Regions from separate parts of the Canis lupus genome. Here region 2 is linked to region 1. A link is a contact called in public Hi-C data. All regions are on one chromosome and are shown on one strand. Each heading gives the region's core, a stretch centred on a gene start, on an enhancer-like site or on the middle of the called end of the contact. The rest is flanking DNA. Distances are from core to core; before and after follow the strand shown. Region 1 holds the start of MPHOSPH8 (M-phase phosphoprotein 8). Region 2 has its middle 6.0 kb from the start of PARP4.

Region 1 (2,872 bases), core at 130-2,629:
TTTTCAGCTTCAGCAACTGTGTATGCTACAATTAATCTCCATATCCTCAGTACCTAACGCTGCATCTAGCACAAGGCGTGTGAAGAAAAAAAAAAAAAAAGTTTGCTAAATAGTCAAACAGAAAATAATAGATAATATAAAAAGAAGACAGAGACCCTATCACCATACGGGCCCTTTGGTCACCTCACACTTACCTACTGACACAGACTGTCTCCCTACTTGTGCACCCTCTCTCCTCCATCCCACCCTGCAGTCCATGACTCATTTAGTCATTTAATCTTCTGAGTACCAGTAATACAAAAATTAGTAAGAATCATATTTCCTTTAACCAGTGAGCCTACCATGTAGCAGAGAGACAAACACGTATATAATAATGCTTTAAAGCTCAGAGGTCCGACCCACTGCTGGGAGGGCAAACTTGAAGATCTCACTCCGCAGGGATTCCCAGGGAAACTGATTCTCAGAGAGACCTGAGAGACTGGGGGGCGGGAGAACGGGGGGGTCTAGGGTCAGTATGACGGAGGAGGTCAGGACTACAGTGAGGTTGCTCTCCCGTAACAAAGTGAGAGGGAAGACAACGGTCAGACTTGGAAGGCCTCTAAACACCACCCTCTTGGACGAGATTCCGGGGATGAACGGGAATCCCCGTGGATTTTAAGGCAGAAAACGGACCAAAGCTTTGGAGAGCACTGGACGGACGACAAGCAGCCCGGACGGGGATGGGAGCCGGCCCACAGAGTCTCCTCCCGGAGCAGAGCAGCGGCCCTCTCGAGGAGGCACGCCGACACCGCCGCGGATCTTGCCGCAGCCGGCGGACTCCGATGCTTCCCGCCCCCAGCCACGCAACCCGGCCAAAGTTCCTGAAAGGAGCCCCGCTCCCGAAACCCGCACGAGCCCGCGGCCACAGCCGGAGTCCGCCCCCAACACCCGCACGCTGGCCGGGGCGCAAGCGATCAAGCTCCTTCCCGCCCACGTCCACGGCACAACTCCGGGAGGGCTCCCCGTGTACGCACGGCCGCCCTCCGCAGAAGCCCCTCCGCTCCCGCCTCACGGCACGCCCTGCGCGCCCAGCGCCGCCTCCCCGCCGCACACCTACCCCCTCGGTCTTCATGTCCAGGATCTTTTCCACCTCGAATACATCCTCTCCGTCCTCCTCGCTGTCTCCGGCTGCCTCCGCGCCTCTTGTGGCTGCGTCCTTCTCTTCGCCCGCTGCTCCGACACCTTCTCCTTCAGCTTCAGGAGACTCCACATTGCCTGCGGCACCTGAGACAGGACTCGCAGTCATGCTCACTCCCTCGGCGACCGTCGCCGCCGCCATCATCGGAGCCCAGCAAACCGCCGACGAAGAGCGGCTGCGACACACACCCTTGGCGGTTCCTCGCGCTCCGCGCTTGGCCCGAATCCACGTGACGCTACTAGGGAGACCCGCCAATAGCGGCCTCCGGACCCTGGAGCGACACACACACCCACCAATCACGTCGAGGCGGGCGCGCTGGAGCCCGCGGAGTCTACGGGAAGTGGGTGGGCGGGCTGAGGGGCGCCCGGGAGGAAGGGCGGGGCGAATAGGCCGTGAGAGTGAGGCGCTGGGCAGCTGCGGCGCTGGGGAGGCGCGGGGAAGGGCAGCTCTGGCGCTCCTGGGGGGAAGGGCAGGAACGGCCGGTTGGGGTGGGCGGAGAGGGAGGGGCTTGTCTGGGCGCCGGAGAAAAGGGAGAGAGGCGGGCTCACCCGGCGGGGAAGGGGCCGCCGGGGCACCGCGGAGCGCGGCTATTCGCCTTGGAGAAGGAGCCCAAGCGCCTGAGGGGACCGACTGCTGCTGGGGCCTGACGGCTGTGCCTGAGGAAACCGACCGCTGCTGGGACCTGACGGCCGCCCCGAGGGGACCCCGACCGCTGCTGGGACCTGACGGCCGCCCCAGGGGACCCCGACCGCTCCTGGGACCTGACGGCCGCCCCGAGGGGACGGACAGCTGCGAGGTTCCCCAGAACAGCAGCCCACCTCTGCCGGGACCGGAGCGGGCCGGACATGCGGTGTGATTGAGATTCGTTAAACGCGTGTGGACGATACAAACATCACTCAGTGCTGTTATATTCTAGTATTGTTTACAGATAGGAAAAAAATGTTAAGTATCAGGCCAAAACTAATTGTTTTTCAAGTTCTAGGGATTTTTCCCCCATTGAAAATATCTGGACGTGATAAAATTACGTTGTCCACCTTACGGATGATTGACAAAGATAGTCACCCAGAGTTGCTATGATAACCCACCTAAGGGTAAAATAGTTTTCTCACTTTGGATTCAAATAAAATTGTGGTATCGAGCTTTTAATTTTTTTATTCTGCTAAGTGTCATTTATTTAAGTTATCTATACCCAACTTGGGGCTGAAATTCAGGACCTGGAGATGAAGAATGGAAGCTCTTCTGACAGCCAGCCAGGTGCCCCAAGGAGTTTTTCATTTTTGTTTCTTTGAATGGTGGACTTAATTTATAAGATTTACTCTTTTAAGTGAACTCAGAGGTTGAAGAATCATCTATGGTCCAGCAGATCCATTTGGGTGATGTAGGAAAGACGTTAGGATTCTAAGCCAATGGCCAAGAAAAAATTCTAGAGACGTCTTTGGTGCAAACAGGTGGTTTTTTTGGGACACCTGGGTAGCTGAGCGGTTGAGGACGTCATCCTGGTCTGAGGATCCAGTTCCACATCGAGCCCCCCTTGAAGAGCCTGTTTCTCCCTCTGCCTGTGTCTCTGCCTGCCTCTCTCTGTGTCTCTCATGAATAAATAAATAAAATCTTAAAAAAAAAAAAAAAAAAGGTGGTTTTATTTAAGCACCAGAGGGGACCTGTGGGCAGGAAGAGCCGTCCCGGGGTCATGAGGAG
Region 2 (2,872 bases), core at 170-2,669, 100 kb after region 1:
CTGAGGCCACAAAGGAGGTAGTGAAACTAACACTCCCAAAATCTGTGAAATCTGAAGTCAGGCCTTGACTTCCGTCTTCCTACAGATGGTATATGGAGTCTCTCTTGAATGTGTGGCCCCCCTCTTGGCTAGCAGCTTTCTTGACAGACATGTGCCACCATCTCTCCCTCCTTTCCAAGCTTTTTCTAAACAGTCAGTGTTCATTCATGTTGTCACCAGAGCTTGTTGTGCACATGCAAGATTTTTGAGTGTCTTCCATCCATCAGGCTGTTATGAACACCGGACAAGAACACACATCCCCAGCTCCTGCGAAGCTCCCTGAGCTCCTCCTCACAAATTCTAGCTCCTCTATCCAGAAACCACTGCTGTAGTTGGGAGCAAGGGCCTTACTCCCTTGCAGTTTCCTGTCTTCACAACTGACATCTCCTCCTCTCTGAAAGCCTCAGGATCTCCCCATCCAGAAAGTCCTCCTGGAACCCTTTTCCCTCTGATTCTCGGCCCTGCTCTGGCCCTCGGAACAGTCCCAGAACCTGGCAACTTTCATCACACCCCTGTCTGTAACCACTGGCTGTTCTCCACTCTTAACATTACCTGTTTCTCCAGGAGGGTCAATCCTATGTGGGGGGCTGTGCCTTGCTTATCTATATATCTCTAGAATCTAGATCACTTTTGGTACAAGCAGGCATTCAGTAAATGTTTGCTTACTCTTTCATGCATCACTTAAAGCCTAGTATTATAGAAAAGCTTTCTATTTCTGCCATGATTTGCATATTTGGACCCAAATGGCATCAATACTGCACCTCCCTCTTGGGACTTATAAACCCCTAAAAAGCAAAGACCACCTACTTTGGTACTGCTTCTACTGCCACTGAATGTTACAGCTCTAAGCACACAGACGGAATCTAACACATGTTTACTGAATAAATGATCAACTCCAGTGTAACAAAAAAAAATCCACAACACATACACATAGTGGAGAGTGGCTTTCTTCTTTATCCTAACACTACACTTTAAATATTTTTTATGTTTATTGTTAATTTGCAATCCAGAACCAAAAGGCGGAACCTTCAGCAGCGCCTTGTTCTAAGGCAGTTCAGTCCTCCAGCTGAGTCACCGGGCATTCCCTGCAGGAAGTATTTAGCGGATCTGCAAGGTTTCAACATTGGTCCTCAACATGCACTGTAAATGTTTCTATCGTGGTGTTTCTAATTAGGAGTTCCGATTACGTTCCCTGATTATTCACCAAAAATACTGTTATTTCTTGGAAAAGTTTCATTTTCCAAACCAAACTTCAGGAATAGCTAACTTGAATCAAACAGGCTGTCTTCTGGAGCGAAGAACAGAGTTCTATTGCAATCTGCTCCTTCTCCCCGAGCCCAGGCCGCGTCCGGGGACCAGCGTTAAGCACCGGCTCTCCTCGGCGGCCCCGCCCAGGTCCTGTCCCCAGGGCCGGCGACCTGCACCCGAGCACAACGCCCCGGGCACGGGCAGCGGTCCCACGGCCACCAGCGCGGTGACGACCAGGACCGCACCGCGGAGCTGACCCCGCCGCTCCGGTAGGGAGTCCGCGCGGCCGCCCCTCCCCTCCCACGACCGCCTGCCCGGACCCGCTGCGCCGAGAGTGCTCGTCCTCCCAGCGGCGCCCCCTCACCTGCCAGGGGCTCCCGGCTCCGGACCGTCCTCGCGTCTACTGCTCTGGGCTCCGGGCTCCCCGCCACCGGCACCGACTGCTTCCGGGCTCCGACTGCTCCGGGCTCCGACTGCTCGGGGCTCCCGGCCACCGGCACCCACTGCTTCCGGGTACCGACTGCTCCGGGCTCCCCGCCACCGGCACCGACTGCTCCCGGGTACCGACTGCTCCGGGCTCCCCGCCACCGGCACCGACTGCTCCCGGGTACCGACTGCTCCGGGCTCCCCGCCACCGGCACCGACTGCTCCCGGGTACGGACTGCTCCGGGCTCCGGGCTCCCGGTGCTGACCCGGTCAGCCCAGCCAGCGAGAGCGCTGCGGGAAGCCCGCCGTGACTGCCGCCCCAGGCCCAGACCGCGCCCCCGCCCCGCCCCGCCCCGCCCCGCCCCGCCCCGCGCCTAGAGTCCAGCGCCCGGCGCCCCAGCGTCCCGGCGAAGGGGGAGGGCAGAGGGTGAGAACCCTCCAGACGACTGCTGAGCCTGGAGCTCACGGGGGTCGGGGGTGAGGACGCTCAATCCAGGACCCTGAGGTCATGACATGAGGCACGCAGGCGCCCGGAAAGTTCAGGAATTTTTTTATTTTATTTTATTTTATTTTACTTTTATTGATCTCTGTATCTATCCCTCTACCGGTGCCACCGTGTTTTTTTTTTATTTTTTATTTTTTTTTATTGGTGATCAATTTACCAACATACAGAATAATCCCCAGTGCCCTTCACCCAATCACTCCCACCCCCCGCCCTCCTCCCCTTCTACCACCCCTAGTTCGTTTCCCAGAGTTAGCAGTCTTTACGTTCTGTCTCCCTTTCTGATATTTCCCACACATTTCTTCTCCCTTCCCTTATATTCCCTTTCACTATTATTTATATTCCCCAAATGAATGAGAACATATAATGTTTGTCCTTCTCCGACTGACTTACTTCACTCAGCATAATACCCTCCAGTTCCATCCACGTTGAAGCCAATGGTGGGTATTTGTCATTTCTAATAGCTGAGTAATATTCCATTGTATACATAAACCACATTATCTTTATCCATTCATCTTTCGATGGACACCGAGGCTCCTTCCACAGCTTGGCTATTGTGGCCATTGCTGCTATAAACATCGGGGCGCAGGTGTCCCCGCGTTTCATTGCATCTGTATCTTTGGGGTAAATCCCCAACAGTGCAATTGCTGGGTCGTA

What was found. Hi-C and Micro-C count contacts between places; a contact is called where the count stands out from the background.
Region 2: a contact with region 1 is called in a Hi-C map of blood, with 1.8 times the contacts expected there. The contact joins the enhancer-like site here to the promoter of MPHOSPH8 in region 1. A contact is called at or near these places in 2 of 9 Hi-C or Micro-C datasets (amygdala and blood).

What each region holds. Positions count from the first base shown.
Region 1 is chr25:18,514,156-18,517,027 of UU_Cfam_GSD_1.0, forward strand. It overlaps MPHOSPH8 (M-phase phosphoprotein 8), which reads right to left and starts at 1,380. Exons shown (of 14, transcript NM_001145981.1): 1 at 1,097-1,380. The coding sequence starts at 1,321. All of the region lies in intron 2 of LOC111092341 (a long non-coding RNA gene), which reads left to right.
Region 2 is chr25:18,614,047-18,616,918 of UU_Cfam_GSD_1.0, forward strand. No RefSeq gene overlaps it. Among named protein-coding and RNA genes, the nearest start is that of PARP4, 6.0 kb to the left of the region's middle. Within about 2 kb of position 1,420, at least 15 of the 20 cell types and tissues checked have an H3K27ac peak or open chromatin away from gene starts, as enhancers often do. A contact at or near this core is called in blood, where this site is marked.